Linked DNA regions of Gossypium arboreum: region 2 is linked to region 1. The links are chromatin contacts, called in public Hi-C maps. All regions are on one chromosome and are shown on one strand. Each heading gives the region's core, a stretch centred on a gene start, on an enhancer-like site or on the middle of the called end of the contact. The rest is flanking DNA. Distances are from core to core; before and after follow the strand shown.

Evidence for each region. Hi-C and Micro-C count contacts between places; a contact is called where the count stands out from the background.
Region 2: a Hi-C map of leaf shows a contact between it and region 1, with 3 times the contacts expected there. The contact joins the promoter of LOC108460884 here to the promoter of LOC108458527 in region 1. A contact is called at or near these places in 2 of 5 Hi-C or Micro-C datasets (both in leaf).

Annotation. Positions count from the first base shown.
Region 1 is chr4:17,306,669-17,311,855 of ASM2569848v2, reverse strand. LOC108458527 reads right to left here and starts at 2,248. Exons shown (of 2, transcript XM_053026742.1): 1 at 2,231-2,248; 2 at 895-1,930. The coding sequence starts at 2,248. The coding sequence ends at 1,193.
Region 2 is chr4:17,476,799-17,481,985 of ASM2569848v2, reverse strand. LOC108460884 (phosphoinositide phospholipase C 2-like) reads right to left here and starts at 2,912. Exons shown (of 9, transcript XM_017760576.2): 1 at 2,389-2,912; 2 at 1,736-1,932; 3 at 1,441-1,576; 4 at 1,122-1,364; 5 at 823-1,043; 6 at 428-545; 7 at 1-98. The coding sequence starts at 2,685.

The DNA.
Region 1 (5,187 bases), core at 999-3,498:
AACAGTAACTTGGATTTTGATTTTGATTCAAGTAATAGAATCACAATCACATAACCAAATCCTTAATTAGAAAGTTGTTTGAGAAGCTGTTGTTGTGTCAACAAAAGGTTGAAAGCTGATTGAGAACTTGTAGCATGTGAGGAGGCCCTTTCAGATTCCCCAATTTACAAGATATTTCAAAGGCTTTCTCAGCTGTATTATTGAATTGCAAGACTATTCAGCATTCAGAAAGAAGCATCCCAACTTGGTCTGGAAAGTGACTTTCACTCAAAACTATCATGTAAGAGAATATTTCTGAGTATGCTAGACTCTTAACAGCTGGACCACATCTAACCACCCATCTTTTGTTTTTGCAGTTTTTATCCCCACCCCACTTTTATGTTAATATATTTTAACTTTTCCCTGCCCCCAGTATTAGTTTATACTCCGACTTTGATCTCATCTTGCTAGCATTTTAGTAAATATAGAGGGATCAAAGGATTTTATTTAAACTTGTCTACCCAACTTCGAAAATTCTAATAACAACCCTAATTTATCTCACTCAAAACTTCATTTTTTTTTCAAAAATCCGTCTTTATAAAATCGGAGTGGATAAGATTCCAATGGGTTTGTAGGTCTTTTACCTCCTCAGAGAGGGTTGCAAAAAAGAATAATGTTAAAACTTTGAACCGGGGCATCCATCATAACTTGCATAATTCTTCATAAGATGAAGGCGTCTTCAGCTGAAATCTACAACAGAATTGTTTGGTGGATTCCTTCCTATGTAAACAAACGAATTCGTATGATGATGCAGAGTGGATACCCTTAGATTTAGACCAATATGTGCCTAGTTTCAAAACCTTATATTACGTGTATTAATTAATTATGTTTTTTTTTGACTAAAAGATTTGACTGGAGTTTTATTAATAAATAAACTATCAAACAGAACTGGGCTAAGTCCATAATAGAAGCCCTACTAAAATTCCAAGCCTGCACAGATAGCAAAGCCGACCTAATAAAAAACTAGTCCATGAATCTTAAATATAAAATCAAAACAGGAAACCTAATAGTATCTTATCCAGTCAAATCACCAGTTGGGTCTTCAGTATGTTGTCGTTTCACATCCTCTCTAGCATTATGACGGTAGCAATTTCTAAGGGAAGCAATTTATTTCCTACTACCTTTCCAAACGGTCCTTCACCTTTATTTTCTTTCAATCCGGTTCTCTTGGGCTCCTCTCCTCCGATGCTTGACGATCAAAATCTGGAAGCCCTCCTACCAGGTAATGGTTAACTTCTCTCTTCAACGCTTCTTTTGCCAGAGCATGAGCATAAAAATTTTCTTTGTTGGGTATGAAATGGAACTTTATCTCTTGAAATCTGCCTTTCTTATGCTGAATATCTCTGATGATTGCACCGATGTTCAATTTGTCTATCTCTATGTTCTGGCATTTTTTAATTACTGTCTTTGAATCTCCCACAATTTCCAGTTTGTTTAGACCCATTAATAACCCTAACTTGACTGCTTGTAACCCTGCATGCACTTCTGCTATAAATGGATTTGCGATTTCGGAGTGGATGGTCGTTTTTGATGCAAGAATTTGTCCTTCCTCGTCTCGTACAAACAGTCCTGATGCCGATCTGAAGGCTTGTTGGTCAATGGCCGCGTCAAAGTAAATTGTGACTCCTGATCTTCTTCTTTCCTGTACAGCGCTTCCATTAGACTGAACGATAAGTCTCTTTTCTTTAATCTCGTTCAACTCAGAAATATAACTGTAAGTTTGTTTCGCAATGGCCCTCCTTGATACATTTATTTTATCATATATTAACCGATTTCTATTGAACCAAACTAGCCAAAGGCCGCAGCAAAAATAACGAATCTGTTCAGTCGTTCCTTGGCTAAAGACCCAGGTAAGCCATTCCCATATATTCTGGTGATTACGATTAAGTACCTATGAGAGCTTTAAATGATTCCAAACCTCTCTTGTCATAGGACACTGCTGAAAAATATGATAACTATCTTCCTCATTTTGTCGGCATTGAGGGCAAAGGGCGTTAGCTACTGCTTTCTTCTACTTGAGGTTGACTAATGAAGGAATGAAATTTCAAGATATTCTCCATACTGTTAATGTAACTTTTGAAGGGATGTGTAGCTTCCACAATTTTCTGTAAAAGTTATTAGTCTCGGTCTGTAAATTAATATTTCTAGGATCTTTGCTAGTCTCTTGTAATAGTTTATAGGCACTCCTTACCGATAATTCCCTTGACATCCCCCCTCCAAACTTGGAAGTCCTCGTGTGCTAGCTCTGCGAGTGGAATTTGCAAAATTTTTCTCGCAATTTCTGGTTGAAAGGTAGCAATTGCAACATCTGTATTCCAACTTCTATTGTTAGTTTCTATTAAATTTGATACTAACTTGATATTTTCTTGATTTCCATGATGTTGCAAACGATCTGTTTCGTTTCTTGATATCCACAATGTTAGAAAATTTGGACATCACATATATAATAAGGATAATTACATATTATTTATTATCATGATAGGTTAGCTTAAATTAAAAGTGATCTAATTTGGTTAGAATTTTATTGGGCTTTTAATTATTAAATAAAGTATGGGTCAAATATGTGTAGATACTCTTCTAATCAAATTCTAATTAATAATGGGTTAATTAGAATTTAATTAAAACTAATATGCTAAGGTTATAAATATTAGGGTTATGGTCCCTAAATTATACATAAAATATCTTTTTTAATATCCCATCATTAGGAAAGAGAGAGCAGATATTCTCCGAATTTCTTGTGTGTAATTTGAAAGATTAAATCTCCAAGTTCCAAAAAGTTTTAAGGAATCCATGGATTCAGGTATGCTTCTACATCTAGTTTTGTTCTTGATTTATTCTTAATGATTTGACATGACAGATCCTGGTTTATTAAGTTATATTGTAGATTTATTTTATAAATTCTAACAAGTGGCATTCGAGCCTCGTCATATCGAATCATTGGGAATTGATTCAGGTTCTTCATTTGAATAATTGATTCATGAAATTTCATGGGTTTTATATTTCGGATATATATGTTATTTTTGAAGATTTATATTAAAGTTTTTATTATCTTGAATTCATATAAAAAAATTCGGTGATTTTCAAATTAATAGATTCAATTATAAAGTTTAAAATATTTGTGTAATATTATTTGACACCTACGTTTTTAAGCTTTATTTGAAAATATTGCGATTCAGCCTGTGTATTTGTAAGGCATGTGATTATTATTATTTTAATCCATATGACATTTAAATATATATATTGAAATTGATTCATATATATGTTTTGTTTGTTTATATAAATATATAATATATGCATGCTTTGATTGGTTTAATGTTTTGGAAAATTATATAAATATATATGTTTTATCTTTTAATTTGATTGAAAGATGAAATTAAGGTAAATATTTTGGAACAAATAAATTTAGATTTTGGCTTTTAATTAAGGATATCTAATATTTTAAATAAATTAGTTGAAACAAAAAGCCGCCAAAGTGACCTCTTTTGTGTAGATTAGTTTATTTGAAATATTAAGATGGTTATATATTTTTTTAATTCATGCGTTTATTAATTGACCCAAAGGTAAGTTAATATTTGGCAGAATTACGACATCTGTGGTGATAAATGTGTGACAATTATAAGGTATTTTATGTGAGTAATAAGTTAGTCCAAAGATTAATTCATTGCTTAGTCCAAAGATTAATTCATTGCTTGGCATAGTTTATTGTCAATGTTTGATTGCTATAACAAGAGTACCGCTTATTATTAATATTATTGTCCAAAAACTTGATATTAATGTAGTGTTTGGTATCTTGAGATGGGATTAGCCATTATTTTGAATTTATTGTTTACTTATGAAGCTTGTTTTTGTTCTCTATTCAATTCATCTTCTGCTGCCACAATATCTGCTAATATAAATTCTATACCCATGCTTAATAAAACTAATTTTAAAGAATGGAAAAGGCACTTACTTATAATGCTTGGCTGTATGGACATAGACCTTGCACTAAGGGAAGAACAACCTACACCTCTCACTGCGGAAAGCACCCCTGATATTAAGAGGGACTTTGAGAGGTGGGATCGTTCAAATCGCATGAGTCTAATGATCATGAAACACAACATTCCAGAAGCCTTTAGGGGCACAGAATCTGAAGAGATTACTCAAGCCAAAGGTTTCCTTGATGAAATTGAGAAACGTTTTGCTAAAAACGATAAGGTTGAGATGACATCACTTTTGACTTCTTTGATGTCTATGAAGTATAAGGGTCAAGGAAACGTAAGGGAGTACATTATGGAGATGTTTCATACTGCTTCAAGACTTAAGGCACTTAAGATAGAGCTTTCTGAGGAATTGCTTATTCTTATGGTTTTGGTATCGCTTCCTACACAGTTTAACCAATTTAAAATTAGTTATAACTGTCAAAAGGAGAAATGGACCCTAAATGAGCTCATTTCTCATTATGTGCAAGAGGAAGAAAGGTTGAAGCGTGATAAGTTTGAAAGTACTCATTTGGCCAATGCCCCTAAGGACAAGGGCAAGAAAAAAAAATATCAGAATGAAGCTGCTAAGGGTCCAGCTCAAAAGAAACAACAACAAGCTACAGAAAGTTATTTCTTTTGTAATAAGTCTGGACACGTAAAGAAAGATTTACCAAATATCATGTTTGGCGTGTAAAGAAATGTATAATTCCTAATTTGGTCTATTCTGAGATTAATTTAGCTTCAGTACCTAGAAACACTTGGTGGATAGATTCTGGTGCTACTACTCACATAAGTGTTTCTATGCAGGGTTGCCTGAGTTATCGAAAGCCATGTGATGGTGAAAGACACATCTTTGTGGGTGATGAAAAATCGGTAGAAGTGGAAGCAATTGGGCATTTTAGGTTGTTTTAGGAACTAGTTTTTATTTGGATTTAAAAGAAACTTTTGTTGTACAGTCATTTAGACGAAATTTAGTTTCTGTTTCTTCGTTGGACAAATTTGGATATTATTGTTCATTCGGAAACAATCAATTTAATTTGTTTTTAAATTCAAATGTTATTGGAACTGGTTATTTAAATACTTATGACAACCTTTATTTGCTAGAAATAGTTGCATCCTATAATGAAACCTTTCATGTGGAATCACGTGTATTAAACGCAAATTAAATAAAGAAAATTCAGCATCATTA
Region 2 (5,187 bases), core at 1,663-4,162, 170 kb before region 1:
TCCACAGAGTTCAATAGAAAATCTGGCTTTTTCACATAACCACATCCCCCATTGGCTTTGAACATTCCATGCATCAACCATAAGGATCTTCCGAGACCCTATCATTCACCAACAGATAAGAATCTCACTATTTTTCAAAGGAAATTAGTAACAACATCAACTAAATAAAGCATTCATACAGTTTCCTTCTAATATCCATCTGGCTATCATGTCTTACATGACAGAACAAAGAACAAAATAGGCCCTGAAGCAGCTTTTCATGTTCTAATTGCCGGATCAAACATGAAATGGAACTTTATTTGAGCAATTGCTCATTAACCAAATAAGAACACTCTATGCTAGTATCATACATCTTTGTCACTCATAATTTTTTGTCATCGGGACAATAAACTGCAAAGCAGGAACAAAAAGGGAGTGGTGTGTAAACCTGCATATTAAATGCAACCATTTGAACTCCATGCATCCAGCCAATTAGTGGGTTGTAATTCGACGAGTCAAAACGAGTACTCTTCGGATACACCCGAAGAACATTCTGCCGGGTAAACCTGTAGCAGTATAATCAGAATATGAAATCAAAAGTTATAATGCACATTTCAGGCAATTAGAGTATAACACCATATCAATACTAGCTTACTAACACATGAAACAAAGCTTAAATCAAAAAAGAAAAAAATTTTGAATACAATAGATCAAACCATTCAATGATTTGTTAAGTAGTGAGGAAGTAAAAGCTCATGAATCCAGACAGATACGAATTCATTGTGCAAATAACCTCGGGATGATCTCTCATAAATCAAAATTGCTAAATCCTTTGCCAAATACCTTACAATTTGTTTTCCATGAGTTACTACAGCCTTTTCAAATTTTTGCTCACTCATGCTAAGACGTGTCACTTTATCAGGATCCACCCTTAGCCACGCATCTAATCCACCCTTGGGCTTCCCAGCAAGAATGCCGATTAAATGTTTATATTCTGGGGCTAGAGAATGCTGCGACTTTTCTCCATCATCTGTATCTTCCTCATCTTCTTCATCGAAATCATTCTGTCATAAGAGAAATCATGAAGAAAATGTAAATTCTATTGAAACAGCTAGTAAACCGCAATTTGTATCACCAGACACCTTGTAATTGGCTACATGACTGCCTTTAAGGTCCGGAACTTCATTTCCCCAAGCTTCTTCATCACTGGCCTTACCCCTTTGTGAATCATCCTCTTTATCCTTAACTTCTTTCGCCTCCAAGTATTCCTTTGGCGGTTTTGTAGATATGATTATGCGTCTCTTCAATGATTCTGGACAGGGGAACTCTTTGAAGCATTCCGGGCCAGGAGAAAACAAGATCTCTCCAAATGTTTGAGTGACCATCTAGAAGTTAGTCATAGAAGCGTAAATTATCGGAATATCAGACAATTAAATCCACATCAGAAGGACTGAGACTTACCTCAGCAACTTTAGCCTGAAGCTTTGGCGTAAGGTGATCTTCCAGAGTTATGACAACCGGATATTCTGAGGCTACAAAAGCATACTCTTTAATAGACCTCAAACACTTGATGAGTTCCACCGGAGTAGTCAATGTCCTACATGAAGGAAACATTCGTTATTCTCTCGGAAGCGGGGGACAGACATGGACTGCTCCTTCGAAACATACCAAAATATTGCAATGTAAGTATGACAAGTTGCGTAAAATTATCAAGGATAGATCCATTCAAGTAACTCTTTGCAGTTGAAGAACATACCCTCCATGAAGAACATCGACATCATCTTTCGTCGAATTCGGCCATATATCCAATTCTATCACCCGCACACCTCTCTTAAGTGCATTTATGATGGGGACATCACTGCACTCACTACTGAGTTGGTTCCCAGTAAGGTAAGAATTGTGACCAGTATATATGAAATAATGTGACAAAGGAGCACTCATATCATGGTGAACCTGAAATAAAACAAATGAACATGATAGCACAAAAAGAAGAAAACTAAAACAATTTGCTTTAGCAATCAAACAAGAAAGTGAGTTGGCCCCAACTTTTCGCACGGATCGGTATCATCACAGGACCTTCTTCAAAGCTACTAATCCAGTCACTAGACATTACAGCTTGCTGAGCTGAAAATAGGTATTAGTTTCATTTAAATCCCATAGAACCCAACACCAAAGTTTCCAACTAGAAACAATAAGGGTAAGCAAATTATCCTTTTTTAGTAAAGGTGAAAACTCAAAGAGGGAACAAACTTCAAATCACGTATAAAAATGTTCCACTTTGCTCCCAAAATTTTCACAGCATCCAAACAAAAACACAAATCAACTAATTTGGACGGAAGCATTCAAAGCCCAATTAATAAACCTAAAAAGGACAAAGGGCAATCCAAAGAGAGAGAGAAATATGATTACCCCAAGAGAAGCAAGAGGAGGATTAATATCACCAAAGAGGTACTTAAAAAAAGCTTCGAGGTTTACACCCTTTCTATGAAAATGTTTAACACTATCAATAATCTTCTGAGCATCTTCTCTGGTAGCCTTATCTTCTTTCTGAACCTCGACCAAGAACCTCTGCAGCCCATCAATGGTCATTATCCCATTCTCGGAGTATTGTTCGAACAGTTTCTTGATATCCTCTGGTGCCTCTGAAACTGCCAGCCTAAACCTCCTCTGGAAGCAGAAACAAACCCTGTAAGTTTGTTTGGACATTTGTTTTTTCTTACAATTCCCAAATATACAACTGGGAACCAGCAAATCTAGACTGTCTGATTTTGTTTAGTTTTTTAAGTGCAGGTTTCTTGCTGTTTCAACTTCTTGAAGACGATGATGAGTTTCATTTCCAGTAAAGATGGTTTACGACACTTCAGGGGATGTGATGGGATGGGACCAATATGTGAAAGCGGGTCGCACTCACATAGTTAAACATGTGGACCCCGAGCTGCCTGTATTTTATTGCATGAGCATAGTTTTTTACGTCTGAAAGGATCATTTTATCTCTAGGGGAAATTGCACATAAGATAATTAAATTATTAATAAAATTATATTTTGGTTAATTTTAAAATTATAACATAATTAATAATTTATTTGAAAGTTTTTATTTAAATCAGTAAATTATTTATTTTTATTTGAGTTATTGAGTTGTTATATATATATATATATTAAATTTGACTAATGAGCTCTAAATGATAATTTGATAAATGATAAGATAGATCAATATCTGATGACAAGTAAAAAATATTTCTTAGATCCAAGTCGATCCCATAATTACTGTTGGAGATTAAAGAATAAAATTGTTTAGATTTTAATTCGTAGATTTATAAGGTTTAAAGATGTTTCAAAAAAAATTAAATTGTAAAAAAGAGAGAGAATAAGAGTTTTTAATTAGTATAGACAGTATGAACAAAAAAGTCACACAATAATGATTTTAACAACTGAATAATTTAAGTAAAAAATTTTAAATAATTTAATGATCCTTTTATAACTTTTTCTAAATTAAATGAACAAAATTTAATTTATTTTACTATCGTGGGACTGCCAAAAGTCAAATGTGAAAAGTAAAGGGTTTATTCTACTCCAATCACAATGCAGGGAAAATGGTGATGTTTACAGTTAAAATAGGGTCATTTTCACTCTTCTGTGTCTCTATCTTAGGCAAGTAAAGAAAGGATTTATATTAAAATCAAATTGAAAACTTTTTAATTTCAGATTTATAGAATATAATTTGTCATGTCTTTGGTCTTCTTTTTGGAGGGATATACCGTTGCTGGGAATTATTATCCTTTCGCTTTTTTATATTTCTTTTTTCATGCTTTGTGCAACATATCTTTTTTTTTTTTTATTGTAAATTCAAAGTTGTTAGTCAATAAATTCATATCTTATCTTTATTTAAATTTTTAACATATTTACAGGACTCATAAAATCTAACACCTACACACAAAACACGACAGATCGAAAGAAACAGCTAACAGTTGTCACATTAACTTCTTATTGTCGGTATTTTCTTTTCAAAATCATTTAAGATCTTTTAGTCAACTTTTTCAATTTCATTACAACCAAACAATTTAGTAGAAACCCGCAATTTTGAAAGCACTCACTCTAAAACTCCTAAAATGTATTTGAAATTCTTGGAAATATATTATAATAATAAACAGTTCAACAATTATTTATTCTTATCAAGTACTTGTTGTATGCAATATGAAAGTAATATATGATTAGATATAATTATGATGTTCTAAATATTCAAGTTATTAAGCAATTACACTTGGTCATATCAATAGAAGGGTTATATAGATACAAGTAGAGAAATGTATGAATATCAGTTATGAACATATTTTTCACACAGTTTCAGTCGGAAGCAGACAACGTTGAATATGTTACCATCATGCAATGCAAGCGACAATGAGAGTGATGTTGAGGTCAGAATAGCAGTGATCCCATTGGCTTCCTCTTCCTTCCAAGCTTCAAAACCCATCCTCCACTTCTCAAGATCGAGCTGCTTCCTACACTACACTCAAGATGCATAAACATCTAAAGGAATAAGCTTTAAACAAATAAGAGGACCCTCACAATTAGCCGCCTTCTGCTGATACAAAAAAGAAAATGATTGTCAATAACACGCACACACAATTTTTTTGGCGAGCAAATGTATAAATCAGCAAGACATTAAAATCACACGTTCAATAACAATCATTCTCCGACTGCAAGTAACCATTTTTTGCTTTGAATAAAGTGGAACAGACTTTCATTGAGAAAAAAATCAAACATATAACCACCAAACTTTTGAGAGCTATATAGAGGGAAAAATTATACTTTTTATTGAAACAGTCAGGAGGAACGCTTATGGATATGGCTTGCCTTCTTGAGCAAAGCCACAATGGCAATTCTAATTTTACTCCTGAGGAGAACAAGTAATTTAACAAAAACTTATGGAGTTTGTTCCGGAACTGCTCCATTGGCTGCTTCATGAAAAACAACTGGAACATACTGCAATGAGTTCAAAGAGGGAAAAAATGAAATTTTCAAGATGCGGGATTTGAGAATTTTTAAATCAACCTCTTCCACTGTTAGAAACTCATCGACATTGTAGTAATTTGCCATTTCGTTTTTCCCATTTTCTCATTGATTCTGGGAACAAGGAGATTGAATTGGAGGAAAGGAAATTTGTGTGATAATTGAAGGGGAAGTGGACGGCAAACGTCTGTGAGCTCTTCT